Linked DNA regions of Sus scrofa: region 1 is linked to region 2. A link is a contact called in public promoter capture Hi-C data. All regions are on one chromosome and are shown on one strand. The core of a region is the stretch at or near the end of the contact, and the rest is flanking DNA. Distances in the headings are between cores, read along the strand shown. Region 1 holds the start of SUSD2 (sushi domain-containing protein 2). Region 2 holds the start of ADORA2A (adenosine receptor A2a).

Evidence for each region. Promoter capture Hi-C pulls out the DNA fragments that hold promoters and counts their contacts.
Region 1: a contact with region 2 is called in a promoter capture Hi-C map of liver, with 4 times the contacts expected there. The contact joins the promoter of SUSD2 here to the promoter of ADORA2A in region 2. A contact is called at or near these places in 1 of 5 promoter capture datasets (liver) and 3 of 47 Hi-C or Micro-C datasets (alveolar macrophages, embryonic fibroblasts and liver).

What each region holds. Positions count from the first base shown.
Region 1 is chr14:49,682,381-49,685,764 of Sscrofa11.1, forward strand. SUSD2 (sushi domain-containing protein 2) reads right to left here and starts at 1,363. Exons shown (of 16, transcript XM_013983126.2): 1 at 1,210-1,363. The coding sequence starts at 1,348.
Region 2 is chr14:49,465,067-49,468,839 of Sscrofa11.1, forward strand. ADORA2A (adenosine receptor A2a) reads left to right here and starts at 2,120. Exons shown (of 3, transcript XM_003483462.4): 1 at 2,120-3,773.

The DNA.
Region 1 (3,384 bases), core at 113-2,612, 220 kb after region 2:
GGCCTGACTGGCTAGAATGAGAGGGCATTCAGGTAAATGCCTCCTGACATAAAACTTTTCAGGAGGAGCCCTGAGGTGGGACTGACCCTCAGCCACCAAGTCCTAGACCTGAGAGCCTCCTCAGATGGCTGTAGGTGCCTGACCTCTAGATGTGGGCTGGGGACCTCTCTCTACCCCTGAAAAGAATCAGTGCACCGGTGGCCTGGAGAGGGACCCCAGCCTGGCTTGCTTGGTCTGGGGACTGGGGCTGTGGCTACTGAGAATCCCACTGGAAGCCCAGGAGGCCCTATCTCACTCTGCTGGGTGGTGAGGGTCACCAGTTATGGCCTGGAAGGGAGCCCACCCCTCTCTTAGGGGAGAGGAGTGTCAGACCCCACAGAGGTCAGGGGTCTGACCCAGGGGAGAGGGCAGGGCCAGGATAGGGGAGAGGGTGATGGGGGGGTGCTGCGGGGGGTTGGAGGCACTCCTAATCTGGCTCTTCCCTGCCACCCCCTAAAGGGCCAGTCAAGGGCCAGGCCTGGGCCTGAGTCACCACTGCAGCCCACTTCACTCAGTGCAGGGCTTGGCACTCAAGAGCTTCAATAAATATTTATTGACTGAGGATGAGATGGCTTGAGGGATTAGGGGAGGAGGCCAAGGGATGCCGGTAAGTGAGATAAGTGCCAGGAGGGTGTTGGTGCTTCCCTGAGATGGGAGATAGGCTGGGGAGGGGGCTAGGGAGCTGGGGAAAATCAGCTCAGCCCAGCCCAGCGCAGTGGAAGGGCCAGGGTCCTGGCTCAGGAACTGAGTGCAGCTCCGGGAGGCATGGGCCTTACCCTGGACTTTCTGGGGTCCAGCCCACCCTGAGAAGTACCCACAGCCCTACACCTGGCCAGGCAGGGGGCCCAGTGGGGGTGGGGGCTCCTCCATGTATAAACACACCCTCCACAGGCTCGAGGTGTGGGCCGAGGCTCACACGGCCTGGTGCCCTCCCTCCCCCACCGCCTCTGGGCTCCCAGCCAGTTTAGGGTGGGCACGGCCTGGATCCCCCTCCCCACCAACAGCCCCTTGATCCTGGGCTTCTGAGAATTTCTTCTTACCACCCCCGGTAGCGTCAGATGGACCGACAGATGGACAGAGGCTGAGGCCAGGGAGGTTTAGCCTGGGTCTGGCTACAGCAGGCAGACAGACAGAGTGACAGGGGGTCAGAAGGGCAGGGTGAGGGCATACCTGCTGCAGGCCAGGGGCCTGGGCCGGGGGCTGTCGCCAGCAGCAGCAGGGCCCAGAGCAGGAGGGACAGCTGCATTGTGCGGCCTGTGTCTGCAGCCAGCGCAGCAGTGGCTGGGAGGTGGCGGCGCTCCCTCCCCATGGCCTGGCCCCGCCCCGTGCTGCAGCCCCGCCCCGCCCCACCCTGTCCCCTCTCAAAGTCCACAGGTGCCGGATGGGCTAGCAGAGCCCAACCTGCTCCGTTAGCACATTCCTGGCCCTCCAGGCCTGCGACACAGGGGAGGGAGCTGAGCGTCCTGGAGCCGGATGTCCGGAGGCTGCAGCTCAGGCCCTGGACCCCAGCCACTTTCCCCGCCCTCCTCTAGGGGGGCAGGCGGAGCTCCCACAGGGGATGGGATACTGCCTTGGGGGTGAGGCAGGGTTGTCCTTGAAATCCCAGGATTCTAGCGCCACCCCTCCCCCCGCGCCCCGGGGGCCCCAGGCCAGAGGACTCGTACCCCAGCTTCCCTGCAGGTAGCGGTATGCCCAGGTCCTCCCCACAGCCTGGCCAGGTGAGGAAGCAAGTACTTTTGCACTGGGGCCTGCACTGTGTGGGTGCTGGTGGAGGGCGCCCTCCTGGGGAGGGCGGGAGCTGTCAGACATAGCTCTGCAGGGGATCCCCCTTGAGGGAGGAGGGGAAAGCAGAAGAGGGAGGGGCACGGCCCCTGGCTACTTAACCCTGGAGTGGGATGGGGGTGAGATGGGGAGCTGAGCCCAGGATACTGGTTTCCCTTGGAGGGACTCCACTGGGCTCCTAGGAGATTCCATTAGGAAACAGGCTCAGTCAGGCTCCAGCTGTGCCTCTGCCCTGGGCTGGGGACCAGGAAAGGAGCCGCCCAGCGCCACCGCCCAATGCCAGCACCCCTCTCCTTTCACTGCAGAGTTTGCATAATCTCTTGTTCACCTCCCTCCCACTAGTACAGGTGAAGAAACTGAGGCCCAGACAGCAAAGCAGGGAGGGGCGGTGAGGTCTCCCTGGAGATGGTTTCTGCAAGCTCTATAGCAGGTGGGGTGGGAGTGGGGTGGGGAAAGCACAGGCCTGGGACTCAAGTGGGCCCTGCTACCTAGGCTGGGGGTCTGGAGAGGCAGACAGCCCTCTCCCCAGTGGCAGTTTCTCAAGGAGACAGGTTCCTGGACCCCTCAGTGGGGCATGGGCCTAGGTCACTAGGCTGTGACCAGCCTTGGCTGTGGGGGGTCAGCCAGCATTTTGCCCTGGTCACCGCCCCTCAGAGCCGGCTCTCTCACAGATGGCTGGGCTAGTTGGGAACCACAGCTCCCAACTGCATGACTGAGCACCTGGGGTACCCTTCGAACAGGTACCCTGGGTGTGGGCACTGAGGCCTAGCCTGGGGGCTGGTGCTGGGACTCACCTGGGCCTCAGGGCTCAGGAAACGAATGTTCCGGGTGGGTCTGAGGTGTCCTGCGTCCAAGTCAAGAGGGGCTCTAGGCTGATCCCAGGAAGGGGGTGTGAGGGCCTGGGGGAAGGTAGCCATCTTTTCACAGCCTGCACTCTGTTGGTGCCTTAAGAGGGTTGGAAGCAGGAGTGCAGCGTGTGGGCCCTGGGGATCTGCTGGGTAAGTGCTGCCCCCTCAGCCTCTGTAGCCATGAGACGGGCCTGAACCAGGATGGGTTTGGTGCTTCTGGGTTCCCAAAGTGGCTCTGCCAGACCTAGTCTGGGGACCCTGGTGGTGCTCAGCCTCTTGGGCCTTTCTTCCTAGAGGGTCCAGCCCATGAGGGCAGTAATGAGGATCTCTGCCCCCATCCTGGACAAAATGCCGTTCAGGGGAGGCTCCAGCCGTGGGGGTGGTGGCCAAGCCTCACAGCACCGAGAGGCTGGACAGTGTGGAGGGTGGGCTGGACCTCTAGAAACCTATGCTTCCCCACACAAGATGGGCTGGGAGCTGGGACAGCAGGGCTAGCATTAAAATGGTTGTTTTGGGGGGTTTCTGTTCTAGTGCACCCAGTAAGGGATCCGGGGTCTCTGCAGCAGCTTGGGTTCAACCAGAGGCCCGGTACTGTGCTTGGGTTAAGGACCTGGTGTTGCCACATAGCTGTGGCACAGGTTCGATCCTGGCCTGGGAACTTCCATATGTGGCAAGTGTGGCCAAAAAAACAGAAAAAAAGCATGTGGAAGTTCCC
Region 2 (3,773 bases), core at 870-3,369:
TGCAGGAGGTGAGGTGGGCACACAGGAGGACAAGGCTCCACCTCCCTGAGCCCAGCCCAACCCCCTGGCTGGGAGCACTTGGGGGAGCAGGCTGGGTGTGGAGGGAGGGTCAGGAGTGGAGGGTGAGCAGGCATGGCCTGCTGTCTGCCACCTGACTTGTGCCAGGCCCAGAGCAGGGGCATGGGCGGGCCAGGAGACTCTGGGTGATGGTGTCTGCATTTCCAGGGCTCCAGGCAGGGAGACACCATGATGTCTGGAAGCCTGGAGCTCAGAGCCAGAAGCTGGGGAGGGGCTCAGGATGATACCTCACCAGCACCCCGTCAGGCAGGAAGCAGGGACACCCAAGTCTCCAGTCTGCCAGCAGCACTCTACCACCTCTGTAGCACGGTGACCCCAGGAAGGGTCTCTTCAGACCTCATCTTAAACTGGGTGGTGCTGGGCTGCGGGAAGAGTGGGGAGGGGGTGACTTTGAAGTTCTGACAGCTGCTGCTATGCTGGCGCCTGGGTCTAGGCTTCAGGCCGTTGTTCTCTTGAAGAGCCTCCACAGCCCAGGACAAGGCTCCCCTCCCACCTGGCTCTGGTTTCCATATCCACATTGACGCGCCCAGGTCAGCTCAGAGACACAGGATTCCCAGCGGTGCTGCCCTTTGACTCCAGGAGCATCTTCCCAGGGCTGGACTCGAAGATGGGGTGGTCCTGCAGCTGCCCGGCTTCAGGCACCCAGGGAGCAGCCTTGTGTGCTTCTGCTTTGGGGGCCTTAGTCTGGGCATGAACTGGAGTTCCGTGAGGTCCTTCCACTTCCTTAATTCCAGAGCCCCCCATCTGTCTTTTTTTTTAGGGCCGCACCCTCGGCATGTGGTAGTTCCCAGGCTAGAGGTCCAATCAGAGCTGTTGCTGCCAGTCTACACCACAGCCACGGCAACACCAGATCCTTAACCCACTGAGCGAGGCCAGCAGAGCCCCTCATTTGGAGGAGGAGTCGGCAAGTACCTCAGGGTGGCCTGGCTGCCCCCAGGGACGCTGGGCCCTTCATCCTGGGTCAGGCGTGCTTTCTCCCTGATGCGGCCCAGCTGGCCCCAGAGAAACAATCAGGGGCCAGAGGCCACCAGGTGCATCCTGGACAGGAACAAAAAGCGGGTGGGAGCGGGTTGCGGGGCAGGAATCTGAGAACGGAATTCTGGAGCAGGAGAGCCCAGCTGGCCCCACTGCCGGGCCTGGGGAGCCAGGGCTGGACGGAAGGAAGGGCGGGCACCCACAGCCTTCACGGCCTGGATTGGGGCTGGGCAGGGAAACCAAGGCCCAGAGGTAGGAGACGGGACACCCACCACCCTCAGTGCTCCCCCAGCCCCGGTCTGACACCTGGGGAGTACCCACAAGGCCAAGAGCACAGACCTGGCAAGACAGCGGGGTGGAGGGGTGTTATTGGGGGAGGCAGACCGTGAACAGCCCTCCTGTGTACCTGCTTCCTGTCATGGGCTGTCCCTGGGCAATGGCTTCATTGGAGACTTTAAGACACATGGCAACTCGCGCAGGACGCTTCCCGCCTTAAGCTGCAGTAGGGGAAGGCTGGGGACTTTGCTGCCTCAAGAGCAGGTGGGTTCCAGGGCCTAGGGAGCTGGCTCAAGGGCTGAAAGCAAGCTAGGCCCTACTGACCACCCTAGGCCTGGGGTACTCACCACAGAGGGTGCTCTCTGAGGGCCAGGTGCAGAAACCAAGCTTTCAGCCCTTGGGCACTGGGTGTGGCCGGCCACACATGGGGAGTTCTACAAGGGAAGGCTCCAGAATGGAAACTGCATGGAAGAGCCTCATAGCAGCCCACACTGGAGACTAGAGTGACCCCAGCATTTGCTGAGTGTTGGTCTCTGCCCAATGAACCACCTGTAGTCCTGTCTGGGCCCCAGGTGACTCTCAAGAGGAGCTGTTCCTTTTTGTCTTTTTATTTTTATTTTATTTTATTTTTTTAGGGCCTCACCCACAGCACATGGAGTTTCCCAGGCTAGGGGTCCAATCAGAGCTACACCTCCCGGCCTACACCACAACTCGGGATCTGAGCCTTGTCGGTGACCTATACCACAGCTAACCCACTGAGCAAGGCCAGGAATCGAACCTGTGTCATCATGGATGCTAGTGAGATTCGTCTCTGAGCCACAGTGGGAACTCCGAGAGGAGTTGTTCCTTGTGTGTTTGAGTGAGGCCTTGAGTGGATATGGGCCCCAGGTGTGGGCAGGAGGGTTTTGTCTCAGCTGTAGGAGTTTGCTCCCTGCAATGCCCGGAGAGCAGGTGAGGGAACGCAGAGCCTGGGGGAGGCTCCCCTGGTGGGCATTGCTTCCCCAGGTCCCTTGGATTCTGACTGGTGGCACAGCTCAGGAGGTGACAGAGCAGAAGACAACAGTCTCGTTTTACAGGTGAGGCAGCAGGTCCCTTAGGGCGGGCAGGAAAGCCACAAGGCCAGGGCATCCCCCGGGGTGTTCCCAGGGGCAGTGGCCCACCTAGAGGGGGAGTTCCTTCACTAAGCCACAGGAAGGGGGGTGCCTTCATGAGTGCGGGAGGACAGGACAGCACAGCCTGCTGTTGCCAGTAGGTGGCTTGGACCCAGTGAATGGGGGTAAGGGGTCTGCAGGCCAAGTGGGGGGTTGGAAAGGCAGCCAGGGACAGGGGACTTCCCAATTTGAACATTCTCATGTGCCTTGTCCCATGAAGTCTCGGGTTTTCCTTGAGTTATGTCAGGGTCCTGAACAGGGGCAGAGTGGGTGCAGGGACACTGAACATCGGGAAACGGGGAGCAGGGGACCCAGCTGGCTGGAGGGAGTGAGCAGGGGAGGCTGCCAGGCACTGGAGGCTGGGTCCTGGCAAGTGAGGGGCATCTCCTAGGGCTCTGCATCTGAGGCTGGAGCAGCTGGCCGAGTGCCTGTGGAGGCTCTCTCTTCCCACTGGCCCTCCCAGCCTGCAGGGCTGCTGCACAGCCCTGCTCCCATGTGTGACTCTGCTGGTCCCAGGAGATTTGAGAATGCAAGGTTCCTGTGAGCCCTTAGCTACCAGCACCCCTGGCCTCTGAGCAATTGTCCTGCTGAGCACAGAACTGGGGTTACTCCCGATTCAAGGGTGGAAGAGGGGCTCCTCCTGCGGCTGTGCTGAGGTCCAATCCATGTGAGGTCCTTCCCAATCTGGAATCCACAACGTGGATCTGGGGGACGGGGCCTGAGATTCCAGGATGGTCTGCGATGCGGGCTGGGAAGGTGGAAGGCCTGACCAGGCCCCAGAGCCGGGGAGGTCTCAGAGGGGTCACTGGAAGTTGAGGCCGGCTTCCCAGAAGCATCCTTTGAACCGAGGCACCGGCACACGCAACCCACCAGATTCAGCAAGGGAGGACAAGGCTGGGGCTCTATGGCAGGCATGTCCCTTCGGGCCCTTGTAAGGATACTGAACTTTCTCCTTCGGGAACTGGGGATCCATGAAAAAATCTGAGGAGGCGCGGTCACAGGGCGCTTCCCAGGATGACGTCGGGGCCCGGCCCGCCCCGCTCCCAGGATGTGCTCCGGAAGGATCTCAGCGGCGAGGGCAGCCCTGGGGGCTTCTTGGAGAGGAGGGAGCGGGGGCCCGGGCCCCTGGGCAAGGACTCGTCGGAAGGGAGGGGCGTGGCGCGGGTGGAGGTGGCCGGAGAAGGGCGCGGAGGGCGTCCGCGGGGCTGGCGGGCCGGTCGCCCTGGCGCCCTCGGGCCTCGGTTTCCCCGCGCGGCGGGGCGGGGCGAGTCGAGGGCCGCGCGAGCCTGGAAG